2 separate regions of the Mus musculus genome follow, and region 2 is linked to region 1. Evidence: chromatin contacts called from public HiChIP or PLAC-seq data. All regions are on one chromosome and are shown on one strand. The core of a region is the stretch at or near the end of the contact, and the rest is flanking DNA. Distances in the headings are between cores, read along the strand shown.

Region 1 (5,429 bases), core at 1,311-3,810:
ACTCTCAGATCACGAAGTGAATGGTTAGTAAACATTCTCCCCTGTCACCTCATATGTGATGCCTGGTCAACAGAGCATGCTAAGGGAATATAACAAAGAAAGGTTTTCATTCTCTGTGTGGCTTAAGAGGATCTTACTGGCTAGTTTCCTATGAGATGGCTTTTATTTCTTGGTTAATAAGTCATTATTTTTGTTAAAATCTCAGTTTCCAATTAGTTATTTATTTTTCCAAATATTAGTATTTCCTTTGTGTATCTTATGTGGTTAGGCACAGCAAATTTAATCATTCTTCATTATAGTCTCATCACAGCCATGATTATTCTAAAGGACCCTACTATATTTAATAGGTTCAACTGATCCTAGTCTTTGACCTAAATAAACACTGAAGACATTTTTTTTAAAGATTTAGTTTTATTTTATATGTATGACTATTTGTCAGCATGCACATGTTTGTATACATGTGAACACGTGTCTGGTAGCTGTGGAGGCTGTAGAGGGTTGTCAGATCTGCTGGCACTGGAGTTACAGATGATTAGGAGACATATGGTTGCTGGAAACCCACCCAGGTCCTCTGAGAAAAGCAGCAAACGCTTTATCCACTAAATCATCTCTCTAGCCTCAATTAGTTTCTTTTGAAATCAATGTCTTGATGGATTTTAGCTTTATTTCCAAGTATTGTCAGTTTACAAGGTTAAAGAGGGTTTTAAAAACAAAAAACCATAGTTTTTTACACCCTAGGCAGCCCAGGTTGGCCTTGAACTATGTAGCCCAAACTGGCTTTGATTTACAATCCTGCTATAGCTTCCAGAGTCCTGGGATTCCAAGTATGAACGACTATCCTGGGCACAGCTAGGACTTACTTGTGTGAGGTATAGTCTTCTATTGTGTTGCTGACCTTAAACTTACAATGTAAAGCTGAGGATGGAGCGGCACTTCTGATTCTCCTGTCTCCTCCTCACTGCAGGTGTGGGTGACCGAGTACTGGAGACTGAACCCAGGGCTTCCTACATGATAAGTACTCTACCAACTGAGACATAACCCCAGCCTCTGGCTAGGGTTTTCTAGTAAGTAAGCAATTCAATTTTACTCTACCAGTCTTTCCCCCCACCCCAAAATCGTGGACAATAGAAGCCAAAGGGAAAAGAAAATGGAAAGAGTTAAAAGATTGTTTTCCAGAATCCTTAAAATTTGGTTTCTATGTCTTTTATTCTGGCTTTCAAGACTCTTCTAAAAACGCCAGCTATGGTGGCTTATATCTATAATCCCAACATTCAAGAGACTGAGGAAGCAGGACAGCTTCAAATCTGAGACCCTACTACGAATAACCTTTTGAATGCACTCTCTCATATTCTGTTCCTTCCCTCTCTCTCTCTCTCTGCCATCTTTTCTGTCTCTATCGCAGTTCTACAAACTAGAAACATAACATCAAAACAAAGCTTCCTACACGGAAATCATTGTGTTCTAGCCTAGGGGAAACACAAACACATAAATGTTCAAATCAGATTATGTGAGATAGAAACAAGCTAAGAAAAACAAAACTGGGTGGGGAAAAAAAATACCTGCCCGGGGCGGGGAGCATAGCAAAACCATAATACCAAATTGATATCAACTTTCCTGAATGTGAATTCTACCTATAGCATCAAAACTATCCAATAGAAAAAGAGTTGTAAAATAATTTGAACATTAAGACCATATAACAATAGAATGATGCAAAATAATCATAAACCAGAAGCAGAAATCATAAAAATTACAATTTGTGGAGCAGTGAGAACAGTACAGCGCTCATCCTAAACCAGACAAAATTAGAGTTGATATTAAATACCTAAAAAGCTAGACCAGGAGATGGAGAGATGGCTCGGGTGGTTAAGAGGCTACATTGCTCTGTTATAGGATCCAAATTCTGTTCCCAAACCCACATTAACTCTAACTCCAGGGGACCTGATGTTCTCTCCTGGCCCCTGTGGGCACCTGTACACATGTATGTGTGTATATATATATATATATATATATATATATATACATACCTGCTCTCATAATTAAATATAAATCAAAATGGTAGATTTTACAAAATGTTGCAAATTTTACTACAACTAGAATCCATCTAAATGTCATTATAAAATCAAAATAATGGGTCAGAAATGGACCATCTGATTAACAGCTATCACTCATTAAGCACTTAGTACATTGCTGGAATGTTCTACAAATTTGCATTTAATCTAAGAAGTCTGTGGGGCACACTGCCCAAAGATACCTAGCTAGTAAACACTTATAAACAGGACTATGCACAAGCACTTATCCTTCTACTCACTCCTAGGTGAGTCACTTGCATATACCTGAGAATATTCAGGTTCTGAAGAATTCTCATCATTTCGAAACAATTTCACAGCTTTAAGGTATTTTTCCATTGACTCAAGTTTGGTTTTGTCAAAACCTAAAAAAGAGGAACAGCAAAATGAAATGTAGTAGAATTCTGAGATCTTGATGAGAGGGATGTGGAACTGCAGTTGAGCTAAGTCCACTCACTCACACACCCTTGACTCACACTTGTCTCTTGCCCTGCTTAACCTCGCCAGTCTCCACTGAGCAGTCCAGACTGCACGTGGAAACCACATGGACACACCACACCGGCTTATACGAGTGGCTGTGTCAACAGCCCCAGTCCACAGCAGATATTCATGTGAGCTGTCTTCAGAATTCCAGACCCTAGTTTGTGAACTGTGCAGCTGGGCCCTAGACACAAAGCAGCAACAAGCTCTTCCTGCTGTGCCCTGTCTGAAATCACTGACCCACTGAAACCACGAGGCAATAAATGATTATTGCCGTGTTTGTTCCTGATTGGTCAGGATCCTGTGGCATATAGTATGTGCTCTACCAGAGCTAAGCAGCCCTACTACTGTTTTATAAACCACTACATTTTAGGCTAGTTTGTTATAGTGTTAAAAATAATCACCAGCTATCTTAACTCATATTAGTATGTAAGTAATGAGGTGAAACAGACCTAGGGTTCAATAAAGACAGTTTAACCCAAACAAGGGTTAGGAGAGAAATGCTCATAAAGAAAGACACACCCGAGAGCATGAGGGCTGGCTTCTCAAAATAGTATTGTTTTTGTGCATTTTATGGAAGGAAAACACATCTTTTCAGGGGCATCATATAATCTGTCTATTAAAAGCTGTTCCATTTATTCACTCATAATAATATGCCCACAAACTGAAGAACACAGATTCTCTCTCTCAAAATGTATCTTTCACTTATTTCTAAAGTGGCTCAACAGTGGTTTCTTCATAATGGAAAGGAGACTTACTATTCAGACAATAGTGGTTTTATGAAATACCAAGTATCATTTTGAAGGTGGCTTCTATAGTGATCAGGGTGATCAAAGATCCTAGCCAATCAAGCTACACAAGGATCTTGAACCTGCAACCCAAACTGCTTCTCACTCAAAAATCTCTTGTCTGCTTGCAACTCTACTAAGGATAGGTGAGAGGACTGGTCTGTGTAAGGAAAGGGTAACATGAATATCAGTAGTTTGAATAATTTCTTTAACATGTTGTCAGTGGATCACAAGGGACTGTTTCAAGGAGTTTTTTTTTAGGGACATAAATTAAGATTAGAGTCACTGTTTCAAAATTAACAGTTTGATAAATATCCAATAGCATATATGACATAGTTTATTATAAAGGACTATCACACAGCTACAGTAGAAATACAATCATTTTATATTCTCTTACCTGTATGTTCTAAATGTCGTAGTGTCACATTGTCAACAGGGAAAAAGCTGAGGATAGCACCATATTCTGGACACATGTTTGCTATGGTAGTTCTATCGACAATAGATAATTGTGAAACTCCACTTCCAAAGAACTCAACAAACTTTCCAGCCACGCCTACTTGCCTGAGGTGCTTTTAGAGATATGCAAAAACAACACAGCAGAAGCAATGGCAAAATTAGCATGGATTTCTAGAAAAGCAAGTCAGATTTTTTTCTATAAAGTTAAATTTTTAACCAATACTAATGATAAGGTCTTTTATTGTATGAAACAAATTCATTCTAGTTTTACTGGTATTTTAAGAAGAGGAGTAAAAAGAGGAGGAGGAGGAAGAGAAGGAGGAGAAGAGAGCATGGTGGCTCTAACCATTAATCCTAGCATCTGAGAGGCAGAGACAGGCGGATCTTTACAACAGCCAGAGCTGTGGTAAAAATGAGACGCTGTGATAACAACAAAATAAACACCTGAATGCTCAAAAAAACCCAAACCTCTTATTAACGTCTCTGAAACCAGAGAATATATCTTCAATTCCTCAGAATGCTCACATAGCTGGGAGCCCTTTTTCTTCCTAACAGCACATAAAAGAACTGTGTTCTAACTACTGTTGGCATCCTATAGTTTAAGAAATAATATGAGAAAAACTATATAATGATCTTAAAAGTATATGCTGCTGTACAAAACTCTCCTAATTATTAGTATTAGCTTAAATATTTATAGCAACATTATTCTAGGTAAATTCATTTTGGTCAGATTTAACACATGGTTTAAAGTGAATTTCTCCAAAAATCACTCATTCCTACCAAGTAACTGAAACAACTTCTCATCTTTAGGGTTATTTTATTACTTATTTTTACTTTACATGTATTGATGTTTTTGTTTGCATGTGTATTTATGCACCACAGTCCTGCTCATTGACTGTAAAAGCCAGACGAGGGTGTTAAATCTCCTGGAATAGGACTCCAGGCCCCTGATCTTAGTTTTCAAGGATAAAAAGAAAAATAGGGGGCCTGAAGAGATGGCTCAGTGGCTCTTAAGGGTATATACTCCTCTTCCAGAGTACCCGAGTTTGGCTCCCAGCACCCATGTTAGGTGGTTCACGTTGGCCTTTTCAACTCCAAAGGGGCCTGAGACCCTTTACTGGACAGTATGGGCACCTTTTTCATGACTACAAAGGCACACATAGATACAGAGATATACATAATTAAAATAATAATGTGAAAAAAAGCCGGGCGTGGTGGCTCACACCTTTAATCCTAGCACTCGGGAGGCAGAGGCAGGCGGATTTCTGAGTTCGAGGCCAGCCTGGTCTACAAAGTGAGTTCCAGGACAGCCAGGGCTATAAAGAGAAACCCTGTCTCGAAAAACCAAAAAAAAAAAAAAAAAAAAGTGAAAAAAATCTTGAAAAAGAAAAATAGATTAGGCCAAATGTTGTCTTCATCAAATTAATGAAGTGTCACAATATATTTTTGGGAAAATAACATGGTTAATCCTATAAAGACCATAAAAAGAACAGGACCTCAACAGAGAAAAATATATCCAATAAATATACATAATGGATAAAAATTGTCTCACGATAAGCTGCTAACCACACAAATAATACTGTTAAATAAAAACAGCCAGAAAAATCTGAAAGTAGTGTGTTTTTAGGATGTCGAAAGA
Region 2 (5,429 bases), core at 1,645-4,144, 350 kb before region 1:
CACTTTACAGGGCTGATGGGTATTTTATGATCCTCCTTCACCATGATATATAGTGTGGAACAGCAGAAGCATATTAGGGCCATTTCAGAAACTACTAGACATTCTGCCCTAATGCCAAGCCAAAATTCATTTAGTTATTTTTTAATTTAAAAGTTAGCAACTTGCCGGGCGGTGGTGGCACACGCCTTTAATCCCAGCACTTGGGAGGCAAAGGCAGGCAGATTTCTGAGTTCAAGGCCAGCCTGGTCTACAGAGTGAGTTCCAGGACAGCCAAGGCTACAACAGAGAGACCCTGTCTTGGAAAACAAAACAAAACAAAACAAACAAAAAAGTTAGCAACTTAAATAGCAATTTTAAATTCAAATATTCTGACAATATAATCCAAAGATATACTAAGGAATGAGAAGAGGAATATATCAAAGCCTTTGTTTCCCATAATTAAGCCATTAGGTTTTTATAATAGAAAACTTTGCATGCACATTAAGAACACTGCAGTTTACAGTGTACTCTGGTCTTAAATCTGAGCCGAGGTGCAACAGGCAGCATCTGTCAGGGTTGTGTGGTGATGACATACATCGAGTAATGTGTGTCTGTGTGTGTGTGTGTGTGTGTGTGTGTGTGTGTGTGTGTGTGTGTGTGTGTAGTGTGTTTAGGAAGAAGCTGCAGGGACAGGCTGTCCTGTAGGGAGATAAGCTCAGTAGAGTCACCATGGATTCAGTTTAACTTTCACTTCTCCTTTCCTCTCATGTGTATTCAGTTGAGCCTATGGGAATGACAATCCTTTCATGTTTTATTCGTTTATTTATTTTATGTGTATGATTGATTTGTCTGCATGTCTGTCTGTCTGGACTTCATGCATACCTGGTGCTGTCAGAGACCAAAAGAAAGGAATGCAATTACAGATGGTTGTGAGCCTCTATGTGGGTGCTGAGAATTGAACCCAGGTCCTCTGGAAGAGCAGCCAGTGCTCTTAACCACTGAGCTACCTCTCCAGCCCCATAGACAAGATAGTTTTTTGGGGGTTTTTTTGGTTTGTTTGTTTGGTTTGGTTTTTTTTGTTTTTTGTTTTTTTGTTTGTTTTTTGTTTTGGTTTTTTCGAGACAGGGTTTCTCTGTGTAGCCCTGGCTGTCCTGGAACTCACTCTGTAGATCAGGCTGGCCTTGAACGCAGAAATTCACCTGTCTCTGCCTCCCAAGAGCTGGGATTAAAGGCGTGAGCCACCATGCCCAGCAAGATAGTATTTTAATGTTTACACTGTAAGTAACTATGATTTTTCCCCGAATATCTCACGTGTTATTTTGTATCTGCCCTTAGGCTCCCTGTCCTTGTCTCTACAAACCACTCAGTGCAGTAGTGTGATTGGATTATTGTGTTGCCTGAAGTCCCCACAAAGCCAACAGCAGTAACCTCCTGCCTGCAACAGGGTGGCATTAGGATTATAATGCTCTTTGGTCAGTTAAAGTTCACTCTCTGTGCAGAACTGTCCTTTGCACATGTAAGCTGCTAGTTCTCCTGTCTGGTTGGTTGTTAAACCAGTCATTAGCTCATATCTAGCCCTCTAGGCCTGCTGTCGTCATTAGCACAGTGTGGGAGGCAGAGAGAATAAACATCTAAAAGCTCACCAACTCTGAAAAGAGGCGAGGAGGAAAACTAGTTTTATAAAACCAACCTTTACAATTTTTTTTTGTAAAAAATAGCTTAAAGTATGTACGTGTGTGTGTACATGCTCGTTTTTATATAGCATTGTTAGTATAGATACATTGTGAATTTCCTATATAACTTCTGCTTTATAGACAAATGCTCATATTAAAAAGAAAACTTTGTTTTTATATTTTGACACTCCAGGATGGGCTGGCCTAAAACACACCATGTAGCCCAGGCTGGCCTTGAATCTGAGTCGATCTTCCTGCCTCAGTTTCCCAAGTTCTAGGACAACAGATGCGTGCCAACATTTCCAGCTAAATTAATTTTATTTTACATTCAACTGTAATATAAATGGGTGGGACTCCAAAGAGCATAATTCTTCTTAATGTGCAGTAATCCTTTGAACATGTTACCATGGAAAAACAGCTAACTGGCCATATCAAAGACTGCTTCTTGTGGTATTCTTTGCTTTTTCATGTTGTCTCTGAAGAAAAATAGAAATGCTGTTAGTGAAGTTGGCGGAAGTTTAAGAAGGCATTTTTTGAACAGTACGGAAGAGATATAATATCGAGTAACTCAGGGTTTGGAAGAAGTAGTAATTTTGAGGAAAAAGTTGTAATCATCTATACATCTATATAAGATATAATCAAATAAATTGTAGATGAAGTTGAGTTATATAGTTACCCCCTGGAAATGTAGACTTTAAGCCTTGGTGGCATATACCTGCAGTCCCAGCTACTTGAAAAGCTGAGGCAGGAGGATCACTGGAGGAGGAGGTTGAGGACACCTAGAGGAACAACATTGCAAGACACTTCTGTAAAAGTTGGCAGGCAGAGAAGTCAAACCCAGAAGACATTAGCGCTGCCGGCTTGTGGAATCTGAGTGGTACCTGATCCCTCCAGACTCTAAGCTGCTGAAGAACTCTAAGGGAAGGAGGCAAGTGTGAACTAATGCATTTGTCTGTAGCCGTGGCTCTAAGCGCACCACATCGAGCAGGTCTGCGCCTCGTTGACAATCTGAAAAGCAGAGACCTTTCCCTTCCTTCCAGCCGGAGACTGAGTCTTGTCCACATCAGTGTGTGATCTTTATCTAAACTTTTATTCTGTAGGTGCATTGAAAATTACACCGGAGCACGCTGCGAAGAGGTTTTTCTCCCAAGCTCCAGCATCCCAAGCGAAAGTAATCTGTCGGCAGCTTTCGTGGTGCTGGCGGTCCTCCTCACTCTTACCATCGCGGCGCTCTGCTTCCTGTGCAGGTAACTGAAGCGGAACTGGCCCTCAGAAAGAGGGAAGCCATGCGCAAAGCAGCGGCCTCTAAGAAACATGCTGCTCTTTGCTTCTAGTGTTTCCGCAGATACTGTTTTAAATCTGGCATTATCTCTCTAATACAATTTTGTTATAAACTAATAAGTCGCTTTGAACGCATCTTAAACAGTTTTACCTCCTTCTTTGGGTCCACCTAGCCTTGATACCTCTGAGCTAGGTGGACCCACGCTCACCACCGTGCGGTGCTTAAGTCACTTGAGGATTTGGGTGAGATGTTTCTTAGTAAGTTTTGAATATGAAAAACAAAGTGACTGTGCCATTGCTTTAGAAGCCTAAGGTGCCCGGCGGATGTCTACCTTACCATGCGCAGGGCACAACGAACATAGCAGCCAACAAGGTAGAAACACCACCTACATTTATGGACTATTTAAATCTAGAGAGACAGATAAAAAACCAAAAAGTTAAATTGGAGAATCTGGTAACTCCTAAGAGAAACAAAAGGAAAAATTACGTGTTGCAAGGCTGTATATCAAAGAGTACTTTTATTGATTCCTTTCAATTGACCTTCATGTTTTAGGGGGAAAAAGTTTTTAAAAGGGGGAATTTAGTTTAGTATTTGTATTAATAAGTATTAAATGGGCACTGGTTTCTCTCGTGTGATTGTAAAAATGGAGTTGATAGTCATCATAAACCAAGTTGGCTTGAGAAGTTAATATCCCAAGGATAGGATGTCAAGAATATCTCATAAACCCTGATTAAAATGTGGAGGGACTTTGTTCCTTTAAAAGATGTGTTGCTGCACATTTTATTTCAAAGTATCATTTAGTAGATGTTATCTCATAATTTTTGCATCTGAATGCTTCAGATACAAAGAGTTACAAGCTCATTACACCAGGCTGTGTTTCCCAGGTGATCTGCCATTCCTGCTCGCACGCCTTGTCTTACTGTGTGTGGCCCTGCTACTCAGGCAGCACCGGTTAGAGTTCAGCACTGGTCTATGTCCTTCAGTGATAGTGTGCTTGTCTAGCAGGCATGAGGTTTTGGGTTCAAGCCATCGAACTGTGATAAGAAATAGTTTATTTCTTTAGGCAGGCACTGTGATGACTACGATTGTTGTAAATGCTATAGTTAAGAACACAGACTTTAAATGGACTAGAAGCTCCATCTTAGAACCAGAGACTATCTCATAACAAACCTAAGCAGGGAAAACAAGCCGCTCCAGCTGGGTTCCCAGCCAGCAGCAACAGCTGGCCATTTGAGTGAGGCACCCTAGACATCTTGCTCGTTCGAACCTTTAGTTGGCTTGGATTATCTACTGGTCGCCTGCAATTACACAGAGGGCACCCAGGTTAGAAAAAGGAAAAAAAAAAGTTCAGCTGTCAACCAGTAAAATCGTGAGAAAGAAAATTTTAATCTACTGAGTTTAGGGTAGCATATTATGATAGTATTAAATGAGCCATCTTAGTTTGCCCTTCACTGAAAAACATTTTGGAAAAACTGAATGATCCCTCTGTGTATGTTTTCCAGTAAAATATGCTAAGAAAAAGATCAGCTTAACTAATTCTAATTTCTCATTATTTACATGAATATTGACTTGGACATTGATTTTTATCTTCTATTGATTGGGCTATTCTGTGTAGTAAGTCTTCTAACTTACAACGGCTTGAATTTGTTCTTCAGATTTCATGTACTAGAAACAACTTCCCTAAAGCCCTTTGTTAATGGTGTTTGAAATGTTGGGCTTTTGAGTGGTAATTGGACCATGTGGGCCCTGCAGAATGAATGATGTAACCTTAATAGTTTAATCACTTAAAAACAAACGCTTTCTTATTCATAGTATATGGTCCTTATGGGTTAGCACAGGGATTGGTTGTGTTAAACATAGTTGTGAGGACTCAAGCTACAAAACTGCCATCATAAGTGCTGTTGGTTGCCATGCAAGAGGGAAAAGAGCTCCAGGAAATGGTAAGGGGAGGGATGGAGGGAAGGCAGACACAAAAAGAGAGGAGAGAGAGAAGAAAACAAGGAACACGGGAGGAGAGATGAAAAATGAAAAAGTACCCCAAACTTAAGAAAAAAAAAGAGCCATAGAATATTAAGGAACGACCAAGAAGCACAGCAAACAGTGACTATGTCTAATTCATGTTTTTTTTCTGGAGTTTGGGAAGAAAAGACTTGGGACAGAGGCAGTGTTTGAAGAGGGTGTTAGCTGAGACATTCAGAATGTCAAGTCACCCACAGATTCAGCAGGTGTCAGGCAGGTTATGGAAGAACACGTGCATAGCACAGCCTTATAGAACTACAGAACAGTGATTTTAAGGAGAAAATCGCTAAGTAGACAAGACAGCAAGTCTTCCCACACCCAGTGGTGAAGTATGTTGAGCACTCAGGGGCCTGGGGCAGCAATGACGTCTGCAGTGTTCTCAGATGTGGTGACCCAGAAACCCCAAACCTCTGCAGTGGTGAAGAACACACCTTTTAAGAATGGAGGAGAAATGGAGATAATTGTGATTGTGTAGA

What was found. HiChIP or PLAC-seq counts read pairs in DNA pulled down with a chosen protein or histone mark.
Region 2: an H3K4me3 HiChIP or PLAC-seq map of bone marrow-derived macrophages shows a contact between it and region 1, with 4 times the contacts expected there. The contact joins two enhancer-like sites. A contact is called at or near these places in 3 of 115 datasets of contacts at active chromatin or transcription factors (bone marrow-derived macrophages, embryonic stem cells and pancreatic cancer cells).

What each region holds. Positions count from the first base shown.
Region 1 is chr9:54,889,477-54,894,905 of GRCm38.p6, reverse strand. It overlaps Ireb2 (iron responsive element binding protein 2), which reads right to left. Exons shown (of 22, transcript NM_022655.3): 9 at 3,732-3,903; 10 at 2,334-2,431. Among named protein-coding and RNA genes, the nearest start is that of Hykk, 25 kb to the left of the region's middle. Within about 2 kb of position 2,560, at least 13 of the 459 cell types and tissues checked have an H3K27ac peak or open chromatin away from gene starts, as enhancers often do. A contact at or near this core is called in bone marrow-derived macrophages, where this site is marked.
Region 2 is chr9:55,239,531-55,244,959 of GRCm38.p6, reverse strand. Nrg4 (neuregulin 4) reads left to right here. Exons shown (of 8, transcript NM_032002.2): 4 at 2,753-2,899. Among named protein-coding and RNA genes, the nearest start is that of Fbxo22, 33 kb to the right of the region's middle. Within about 2 kb of position 2,894, at least 53 of the 459 cell types and tissues checked have an H3K27ac peak or open chromatin away from gene starts, as enhancers often do. A contact at or near this core is called in bone marrow-derived macrophages, where this site is marked.